Regions from separate parts of the Mus musculus genome. Here all the other regions are linked to region 1. The links are chromatin contacts, called in public HiCAR-type and HiChIP or PLAC-seq maps. All regions are on one chromosome and are shown on one strand. The core of a region is the stretch at or near the end of the contact, and the rest is flanking DNA. Distances in the headings are between cores, read along the strand shown. Region 1 has its middle 49 kb from the start of Gm32007. Region 2 has its middle 81 kb from the start of Gm31894. Region 3 has its middle 120 kb from the start of Gm31894.

The links. HiCAR-type assays count read pairs that join an accessible place to other places. HiChIP or PLAC-seq counts read pairs in DNA pulled down with a chosen protein or histone mark.
Region 2: an H3K27ac HiChIP or PLAC-seq map of embryonic stem cells shows a contact between it and region 1, with 4 times the contacts expected there. The contact joins two enhancer-like sites. A contact is called at or near these places in 1 of 484 Hi-C or Micro-C datasets (embryonic stem cells), 1 of 115 datasets of contacts at active chromatin or transcription factors (embryonic stem cells) and 1 of 9 other capture datasets (embryonic stem cells).
Region 3: a contact with region 1 is called in a HiCAR-type map of embryonic stem cells, with 5 times the contacts expected there. The contact joins two enhancer-like sites. A contact is called at or near these places in 2 of 115 datasets of contacts at active chromatin or transcription factors (both in embryonic stem cells) and 1 of 9 other capture datasets (embryonic stem cells).

What each region holds. Positions count from the first base shown.
Region 1 is chr6:32,704,478-32,707,819 of GRCm38.p6, forward strand. No RefSeq gene overlaps it. Among named protein-coding and RNA genes, the nearest start is that of Gm32007, 49 kb to the left of the region's middle. Within about 2 kb of position 2,079, at least 13 of the 459 cell types and tissues checked have an H3K27ac peak or open chromatin away from gene starts, as enhancers often do. A contact at or near this core is called in embryonic stem cells, where this site is marked.
Region 2 is chr6:31,935,925-31,939,052 of GRCm38.p6, forward strand. No RefSeq gene overlaps it. Among named protein-coding and RNA genes, the nearest start is that of Gm31894, 81 kb to the right of the region's middle. Within about 2 kb of position 1,322, at least 48 of the 459 cell types and tissues checked have an H3K27ac peak or open chromatin away from gene starts, as enhancers often do. A contact at or near this core is called in embryonic stem cells, where this site is marked.
Region 3 is chr6:31,895,515-31,898,481 of GRCm38.p6, forward strand. No RefSeq gene overlaps it. Among named protein-coding and RNA genes, the nearest start is that of Gm31894, 120 kb to the right of the region's middle. Within about 2 kb of position 1,612, at least 5 of the 459 cell types and tissues checked have an H3K27ac peak or open chromatin away from gene starts, as enhancers often do. A contact at or near this core is called in embryonic stem cells, where this site is marked.

The DNA.
Region 1 (3,342 bases), core at 829-3,328:
CCAAATAAATACCTGCCCTTGCTCCTTGACTGAGGCTCTGCCTATAAACATTCTAGGTATGTCATTGTTAGCCCCATTTTACAGATGTGGACAATGAGGTCATGTGTCTGCATAACTAGGGGATAGTAGGTCCATCAGGGATGCCCAAAATCTGCCCATGTTCACTGAGGTTGCTGGCATCCCACCCCCACAACCCTCACACCTCCCAAAGCATGTCTGAGACCTGGAATGTCATCTGACTCAAGAAAAACCTCTCCCTGTGACCACAAGAAAACTGAACTGAGTCCCTTTCTCGTTCTTCCCCCTTGTATTGTTCTCTTTGAAAATGGCTACACTCAAAGTTTCACCTCATTTTCATTTTTGTCAACATACACCCTACACACACACCCTACACACCCCCTACACACACACACACACACACACACACACACACACACACACACACACATACTGCATATATAATATATCAGTTGGGTTTTCACAATCTAAAAGCCCCCAGATCTGAACTTTCTGAATACTGATATGATACACAGAAAGTCCAGGCCTTGGGAGCACTGGGATTCGGGGTTTAGGATTAGATTTGCTCCAGTAGCAAGGAGTCCACACACAGACACCATTGTCATCATTTAATAAACTCAGGGACATGTTCTAATGAGTGTGTCTTTGATAATTTCAGTGTTGTGTGGGTGTCACAGAGTGTCCTTACACAATGAAGAACACCCGAGACATCACTAGTTGATTTTTCAACTCCACTCTAATCTCTGAGACTGCCCTTCTATTGGTGAAACAATAGATATATAGGTATATAGCCAAAATAAAGCCACTCTGGATAAGAGGGTACACTTTGGATCATGGAGACTGTACTCTTATGTAGATATATGTGTGAATATAAATACATGTATTGTGTGTGTGTGTGTGTGTGTGTGTGTTTCACATTTTAGTTAAAAAGTTGGCAAGAAACACTTGCAGTATTTGTTCCTGGGTGGTGGCAAATAATATTTTTATTTTTGTGTGCTTTTTTTTTGTCTTGTTCAATCTTTCTCAGAAAAAGATACTGTGATGCAACATGCAAATGTGTTGTTCTCTTTTTAAAAGGGAAAGCTCAAACCTCTCTGAAAGAATTCATCGCTGACCTAAACACTGACCGTTAATCACCAGGGCCCTCAGCAGCGCTGGACTGACTTGGCTGATGGCTGCCTGCTCTATCATCACCCAGGAAATCCAGACAGTGGAGATGGAGCGCAGACAGACCAGGTGAAACTGAAAGGCCAACTTACAAATCAGACACGCTTTCATCCCTGGCACAGAGCTGCGTGGGGGATGGGAGAGGAGCCCTGGGAGCCCTGCCGTGTGCAGTGTGTATATGGTGATATAGTCATGGTGACTTGAGCATGGAAAGAGAGCTCTGGAAGGACTTGGTAAGTGTTCAGCCTTTACAGAACTACAGCATGTACACCAACACACTGGTGGGAGATAAAGCACACTTGACCCAAGTTAACCAGTTCCCTCTCTTCGTTTACACATAGGAGTTTAGCATTCCCACACTAACCCTGGCCATCAGACCCACAACTCCCAGAACCTGGACTGCCTGTCTTGCTGTGATTGCTTCCCTCTCCTAACCCCTCACCCCATCTCTAACCCCATCTCCTAACCCCACCCAACGGCTAGCATAATTCAGTAAGTAAACCCAACCAACATCCTACCTCAGATAAAAGTTGCTGTTGTCTGAGTGTTAACAAGTCAGAGCACCAAGTTTTTATTGCTACCTTTCCAGCTCCCCCCACCCCTGCCCCCGACCTTTGGGCAGTCAGCTATTTACTTTGTGATTCAATTTCCCCAAAAGAGAAAGAGTTTATTTCAAGAGAAAAACCAAGAAGAGAAACACATCACCTATTAGGAATGTATATCTATCAATTCTACTAAGATTACATTTTTTTCCTTGGGATAAGGAAATAAATGGAGTACATAAATTATTCCTGCTCTCAGCCCCTCCCACCACACATCTAAGGGGTCAGACAGGCAGGTCCATGGGGCACTAAGATGACTAAGGCAGTGGGGGGCTGGGGTGATCCTGGAGTTGGGTGTGGCTCTTTCTACTTATCTTCAATGGCTTCTCCCTAGGGACATTGTGGTCTTAATGGAGGCTGCATTAGCTGAGCTGGTGATTCAATTAGTTCTAAATGCTCCTGGACTGAGAAGGAGGGATGGGAAGGTGGGGATTTGCTGACTCCTATTTGCCGGAAAGGGTTTCCCAAGACAATGGAGATGCAATTTGAATTCCCAAGCCCCCCACTCCTTTCTCCATTCAGGAGCCCCTGGGTCATCAACCCAAATGAGATCATGCTTGTGAAAGTACTTTGTAAAGTATTTTCATTACTCATCCCCTCTTAGGAGAAGGGCCCGCTGCCTTCTCTGGCCATCCTTTTGTATACAGATGAGGGGCTTCCCTGGGACAGAAGGACCAGGATGTTTTGAGGAGTGAAGGCCCAATTCCCAACTTTGAGGAATCCTGAACCATCGGAAATGTTGCTCCTCTGCATGGTAAGGGCAGGGACTCTTGTTTCCTACAGGAGCCTTATGTGGAGCCTCAGTTCCTAGCAAGTGCTGCTTGATAGCTAACAAGAAGGGTCAGGTAAAGGAATGTGGGACAGAGGGGAGAGCCAAAGAGGCCAAATGGTACAGAGATGAGGCTGCACATCCTTTAACTTTGTAGGAGAAAGTTGAATTGTCCTAGGGTCTGGAAATCACCCTGGAAGCTACCAGAGTTTTTTTGGTTTGGGGGTGTGGGGTTTTTTGTTTTGTTTTGTTTTCTTGCGGGAGTGGGGGGCAGCTTTAATCTACACCTTTGATCCCACCCCCTGCTGTGTAAAATGAGGAGTTAGCTTAGAAAGTGCCCCCAGGTCCAAGTTTAGCTGAATCTTAAAACTACCTGAGTTCTGAAATCATCACACCTCAGACACACACAGATTCGAATTTCATTGTTCTGGCTGTGCAGCCTGGATGTGAGTGGTTTTCATAGCAAACAAGTTCTCAAGATAAAAAAGATCCCATGCCTGGAAGACTGTTCAGTATACTGATTAAGAAAGTGCTTGCTGTGTAAGCATGAAGACCTGACTTCAGATCCCAAACACATTAAGAGCTGGTCATGTGACTCCAGAACTGTGGAGGGAGAATGGGGGATAGGCAGATCTGATCATGTGGCATTGCTAGCCAGACTAGCTAGTCTCATTTTACACACACACACACACACACACAACACACACACACACACACACACACACACACACAAAAACACTATTTTTGTGGTGTAAACCTGCCATGGCATATTTCAAGAAATGACTA
Region 2 (3,128 bases), core at 72-2,571, 770 kb before region 1:
TGAAAGGCACAGCCTGGCTAGAGGAGACTGTGTGTAAACGGGGGAGGGGAGGTATCACACACCACCACACAGCCATAAGGGTGTCAGCTGGCAGTGTATAGAGAAGATCAGAGGCACTCATCCCTACATGGGGTGTCTCCATCAAGTCCCCCCCCCCAGGGAACCCCGAGGAAGAGGAAGCAGAGAGGGGGTAAGAGCCAGAGGGGACAGAGGAGGCCAAGAAAACAAGCCCCTTTAAATCAACATGATCAAAGCTCATATGAACTCCCAGGGTGTGGATGGGGACCCACGGACAGGAACAACCAGACCACATAACGACTTGGCGGGGTGGGGTGGTGGTGGTGGTGGTGGTGTGTGGGGCGGGGAGGTTTAACGCCACATAAGGCAGAAGTAGCCTTGAGTGCGTGGTAACATGATCTTGACATATTGATCCCTCCTACCGTATTTTCATCTCCTCTCACCTTCTAAATTCCATCCAGAACACTAAAAGTCCCCCAGCCCTCCCTGCACCCACATTGGACCTTGGGGGAGCGACTGGTTTTGCATCTTCTTCTGTGTGTGATAGCAGGGGTAGAAACCTGCAGCTGCTCTCCTGAACACCTTGAAGTCATCGACCTGATCTGAGGGGCAGAGGGGGCTGGATAGGGGGCAGATGGTGGCTTCAGGACAGGGTTCAGGAGCGTGGGGGTGGAGTTATGCCGAAGTCTTCGCTCCTGGGTCCACACCTTGCCTCTGCCCTCTCCCCTTATTTTCTCTCTCTAGCCCACCCTGTCTTACCACCCTCCTCTCCCCGTAGCGCTCCCACACACCAGAAGCCCTGGGCCACAGCTTCTGAGGTAGGTGGCCGGCCAAATTCAAAGCCCTGAGCCTGGTTGTCTCAGCTGAGGCAGAGGAAGTCTCTACCATTTGATCTTTATGTTGCTGCTCAGGCGTCTCAGCGGTTACAAATAGCCCAGCCCTCTGCGTGCTGACGGCAGCAATGGGACATTACAGTAATGTACCCATTCAAACAGAGTGGATGCCAAGATTGCTACAGCAGCTTTTAGCCACGGAACATTTAGCCTTCAGTAATAGCATTCTGGGTCCCTCTGGAAGCTTCCTCGCAGATGCACCTGGGATATCCCCGCCCCACCACAGCTCTGGGACCGAAGAAGGGACAAAGAAGAGTTCTCATTTCTGTTGAGGAAACACATTCAAATAAGGGAGCCTCATGCAGAAAATAGGAAAGGGATCGCTGACGAATGCCATGATCATATGATAATGTACGCGCATCCTCCACACCGATCACGGGCGAGGTCTCCTTAACGGCTGTGTTGTCACTGAGACCAGGAGACAGAGCAGCTGTCGGGAGACACACATGGTAGCGCTCTGCCTTACAGCACTACACCCCCAAGCCCATGACCTTGACCTTTTAGACAAGGAAAGTCATTTCAGGGCTGGCCTCGGGAAATGCTAGACTCAGAGGAAGCTGGCCTGTCCTTGGCCTCCCAGGCTCCAATCTCAAGGCTCCTATGCTGTTCTGGGATCTCTACTCTGTGCCCTCCTGTCTTCCTGAGCACCAGTCCTCAGGAGCCCGCAGAATTTACACAGCAGGCCTTGCCTACTAATAGGAGCTCAGTAAATCGCCAAGGCTGCAATAGAATTACCAGAGGCCTTGCTCTGTGGTCACCCATGTGGAGAAATGGAGCAAGACAGTGTCCTATCTCTGTAACCCCTTTACCTCACTACTGCTCACAAAACAGGGAAGAAAACTGATAAGGGTCGGGGGCCTGAATCGGATCTCTCCACCCTGGCTTGCCAAAACTGCACCATCTGTTACCTAAGGGAATTCCCTAGGACTCAGAAGACCCATTCTACAGATGAGGAGAGCGAGGCACAGAAAGGTCCAACACGAGTAGGAAGTGACAGCCATGGAGCTGTATCCCAGCGTTCTAGTCCTTCATCCTATCTACTGTAGCTTTGATCTGTGCTCAAAGTTGCCAAGGTGAATATTTATAAACTCTCAGAACTCAAGAGGTTGTGGAGTAAGTAGGCTCCCCCTACCCCCAAATCACTACACAGCTTGCTTTGAAATCAAACTAGAAAATACCTGGGGAGCACAAAGCGGGTAAATGGGGAATGGGCAGGACCTTGAACTTTGCTCGAAGGTCCACATAGAAGAACTCAGGCAGCTTTTCTCCTCCCAGATTCCACTTTGGGTCTCACTTTTATTGGTCTTTTCTTTAGTTATGTGTTGTTGTTGTTGTTGTTGTTGTTGTTGTTGTTGTTGTTGTTGTTGTTGTTGTTGTTGTTGTTGGTGGTGGTGGTGGTGGTGGTGGTGGTGGTGGTGGTGGTGGTGGCTGCAACCCTCTTGATTTGGTGAGACTTAGCTGCTGCGTTCATGCGGTTTAGTCCGAATCCGTAATTCATCATGCGAACAGCAGAGGGCGCTCGTGTCCTTGGAGAACGAATTGGGTTTCCCACCGCCCCGTTCTCATTCATCCGCGAGGTCTTTACTTCTTTGCTACTGGTGCAGGCTAGGGTGGAGCAATGCTTAAGAGAGAGGGCTTCCGAGCCTGCCAGCTGCAGATCCTGGCACATCTGTGTGTGTGCCTTCCTCATCTGTTCTGCCTTTAAGGAAGCAGAGTGGCTTGGGGAAGAAAACGGAGAAGAGGGGGCGGGGCTTCAGAGCGTACTGACCACATCGGTGAGTCGCTCAGGATTAGCATTTCATCTGAGCACAGGTCAGACTGTTCCCAGAGGAGCAGAGAAGCATCAATTCCTAATAGGGTGGGAGTGGGGTGGAGGGGCAGGGTTTATAAACTTGGCGATCTCTCCATGTTTCTTTGGGCAGGTCACCAAGCCCTTGTGTGTCAAGTTTCTGAATATGAAGCGGAGATTATTTAAAAATTGATCATCTCTAAAGTCCCTTCCAGGGCTCAAGCCTGGGTTTGTACCTTTCTCTCAGTTCTTTCGTAGAGCATACTGGCCTCAGCCCTCTGGCATGCCAGAGCCATGTCTGGGGGACTCAGGGGACTAGGTTGACTGACAGGCAGACCGTCCCATTCCAATCCCTGCTGCTGCCTTCTTTCTGCTCCTTGAGGAGGAAGGCTACCTGGTCACCATGTCCTTGAGACAGTTAGTGTGAG
Region 3 (2,967 bases), core at 362-2,861, 810 kb before region 1:
ACCCTGGTTGCTTCTTCAAAGCAGGGTTTCAAATGGTTCTGGGAAGAAAGCAATTAATAGTGGAGCCTGTCACTGCTGCTTGGAAGATGTGGGATCCTGGGTGAGTTCTGAACTATGGGCCATTTGAACTCCTGACCTTTAGAGGTCCTGACTAAATGGTGGAGTCTATAAACGACTGTTATGACAGTGCCTGCCACACAGGAGACTCTCACAGAACCCATAGAACCTCAGTGTTCTCTACTGCTTGGTGCTAGATGAAAGAAATAAGCATCTGGGATGAATCTGGATGGGTTGCAGGACAACAATTCAAACACCCTCTCTATGGCCCTCCAGTTCTTTCCAGCTGAGGATGGGAGAGAGATAGGAAACAAGGATGGAGGGCAACATGGGAAAGTCTAGGGTATTGGCGGTAGAAACTGCTGAGAGCTTACCTCTCAATGTAGCAAGTTTTCCTACATGTTCCACCAACAGCTCCATTAGTAGATGAAGCCTTTAGCTCACAAGCCCTTAGGGGGCGCTCTAGATCTTCTAACTCTGTTCTGAAGGGTGGAACCATGTTATCAATAGAAGCTTCTGGGATCAAGCAGGTGGTTCCTAAACTTGAAGTGATTTCCTGTCTGCTAGAGAAGACCTTAGAACTCTCTGACCTTCTCAGAAGGTGGTTCCAGGTGTGGTCCTGCGTGTGGGAGCCCTGTGGAAATACACTATCAGCCAACTCATGGAAAAGCCAGTTCATTAACTTCATTTTGCCAAGTAGTGTCTTGGTTTCCTATCAGTCAAAGCTACAGAAAGTTGCTTTTGGCAAGCGAATTCCTGAGTCCCAGAGGTGAGCTGAGCTGGTTGAAGCTCAGGTTTCTAGAGATCCTTGGTCAGAGTGAGTGAAGATAAGAGAGAATTATGTTGTGGAAAATTGATCTACTAAGTTGTGGATATAAGAGCAGTCTTTGTATTGTTTTTGGCTTCTATGACTGTCACTATGTGGCAACAGCAAGAATCTTTGATTGACAGGAGAAAGGGGAGCTAGTTTCTAACACATGCCCTTGGGCGACTACTCTTACTTGAGCCTCAGCAACTATTGTGTTTATTTCCAGGCTTATTGCTTCCTAGATCTCCACGAGCACTCTGGGGGTGATAGATAACCAGAATCTCTACCTTTTCCAGACAACGGAAGAACATATGGTACAAGCCTCACTGTTAGAGGTGCCTGCTGGGGATTCAGATCTTGGGCATAGAAATGGAGACTGAAACCATTTGGGTGCCTCTGCCAGTGACCAGGCTCTTCCCAACATGACACCACAACGGACACACTGATGCCGCTGGGACAACCCAAGGGTTTTGCTTAGCTCCTGTTCTCTAGCGTCTCCTTTAAGGGAGTTGGTTTCCAATCTTTGTAATTCAAGAATCTTGACACATAGAAGAGGTTATAAGAGTTCAGATGCCTCTTCATGACCGAGGCTTCCATCCTTCCACCTTCTGAGCTATGCTATGACCTTCACCCTCTGGCCGTTACTTGGTGACTTTTCTTTCGTGAGGATGGGGACTGTGGAGGAGGGGAAACAGAACCGGGAACATAAGGCAGTTTACTGCCCCAAGGCTCAAGGGCAGATGGCTTACTGAGGACAGTGAAGGAGAGCAGGGCTGGGAGGTGACCCTGAGATTCATTTAACAGGCAAAGAAAAGGACAGGCATTATACAGACTTAACAAAAGAAGAACTAAATTGACATTCTATTGACTTGCAGAGGGAGTTTTAAAAACAGATTCCTATAACACCAGTAATTTGACTGAGAGGCTGGCAGAGGACTCAGCTACCAAAAGCATCACTGCTGAAGGCCATTGATATCCACTGAGCAAAATCAGCATATGAACTTGAGCTCACACCCCTCCCCACAGCTTCCAGAAGCCAACCCGGGTCTCCAGAGTGTGGATAAGAGGGTAGCATTATAGACGTGACCTTTACTCAACCCTTGACTATTATAATCTGGTCTCTGGCCCCATGGAGGATCCTGGGGAATAGGGTTCTTCTGGCTTTAAGGTAGAGTCAGCATCGAAGGAAAGTACCTTACTGCTTCGTGGTAAGGAAGTGATGCTCTTACAGAGCCTCTCCTCGGGTACCCTGTGAGGATGGCTTTGCAGGAAAGTGGAGCTTGTAGGAAAGGCAGCTAGCTCGCAGTGGACTTCTCAAGAAAGCCAGGCCTTCTGTGGTTTGTGTTTGTGGAGATTTTATGAGGGACACCCAAGGAACTTGGAGAGGGAAGAGAGAGAGTCTCAGGGCATAGGGACAGTGACAAGAAGAAGATTAGACAAAGGGCAGTCTAGCTCATTGTCCTGGGGCTGACAGCATCCAGGCCCCTTCCTTCAGGAAAGTTTTGAGACATAGTAAGACTGTGGTCTGAGAACCTGGATTTAGAAAAGTAGGGTGAAAGTAGGGTATGGTGATTCACCCTGGGGTGTGCTGGCTGGCTTGCCTAGCCTACTTGGCAATTTCCAAGTCAGTGAGGAACCTTGTTGCAAAAATCAGGGCGAGGGGTACCTGAGGAATGATTCTAGAGCCTGTCCTTTGGTGTCTGCACACATGCACCCCCTTTCCACCCCCACCCCACCCCAGAAAAGCTATTGGAAGGAAGGTCTGGGTCATAGGTTGTCTATGTCCCTCTGTGTGTATTCTCTTCTCCCCTTTAAAAATCTCCTTCTCTGTTTCTGTGTCTCTGTCCCCCCCCCCCCGCGTGTGTGTGTGTGTGTGTGTGTGTGTGTGTGTGCGCATGTGTATGTGTGTGTGGGCTTATGGTTGGAACATTCACTGTCCACACAGATCTACCCCCACTTTCTCCCTTCCCTATTCCAACAAATAACCCCACATCTTTAGAGTTCTGCAGGTTGCGTCCCCCTCCTCAGTCCCGAAGTGCAGAGGGAGTACATCTGTAGGCACCAATGCAAGGCACATGAATCCAGCGCTCCAGCCAGCTCTG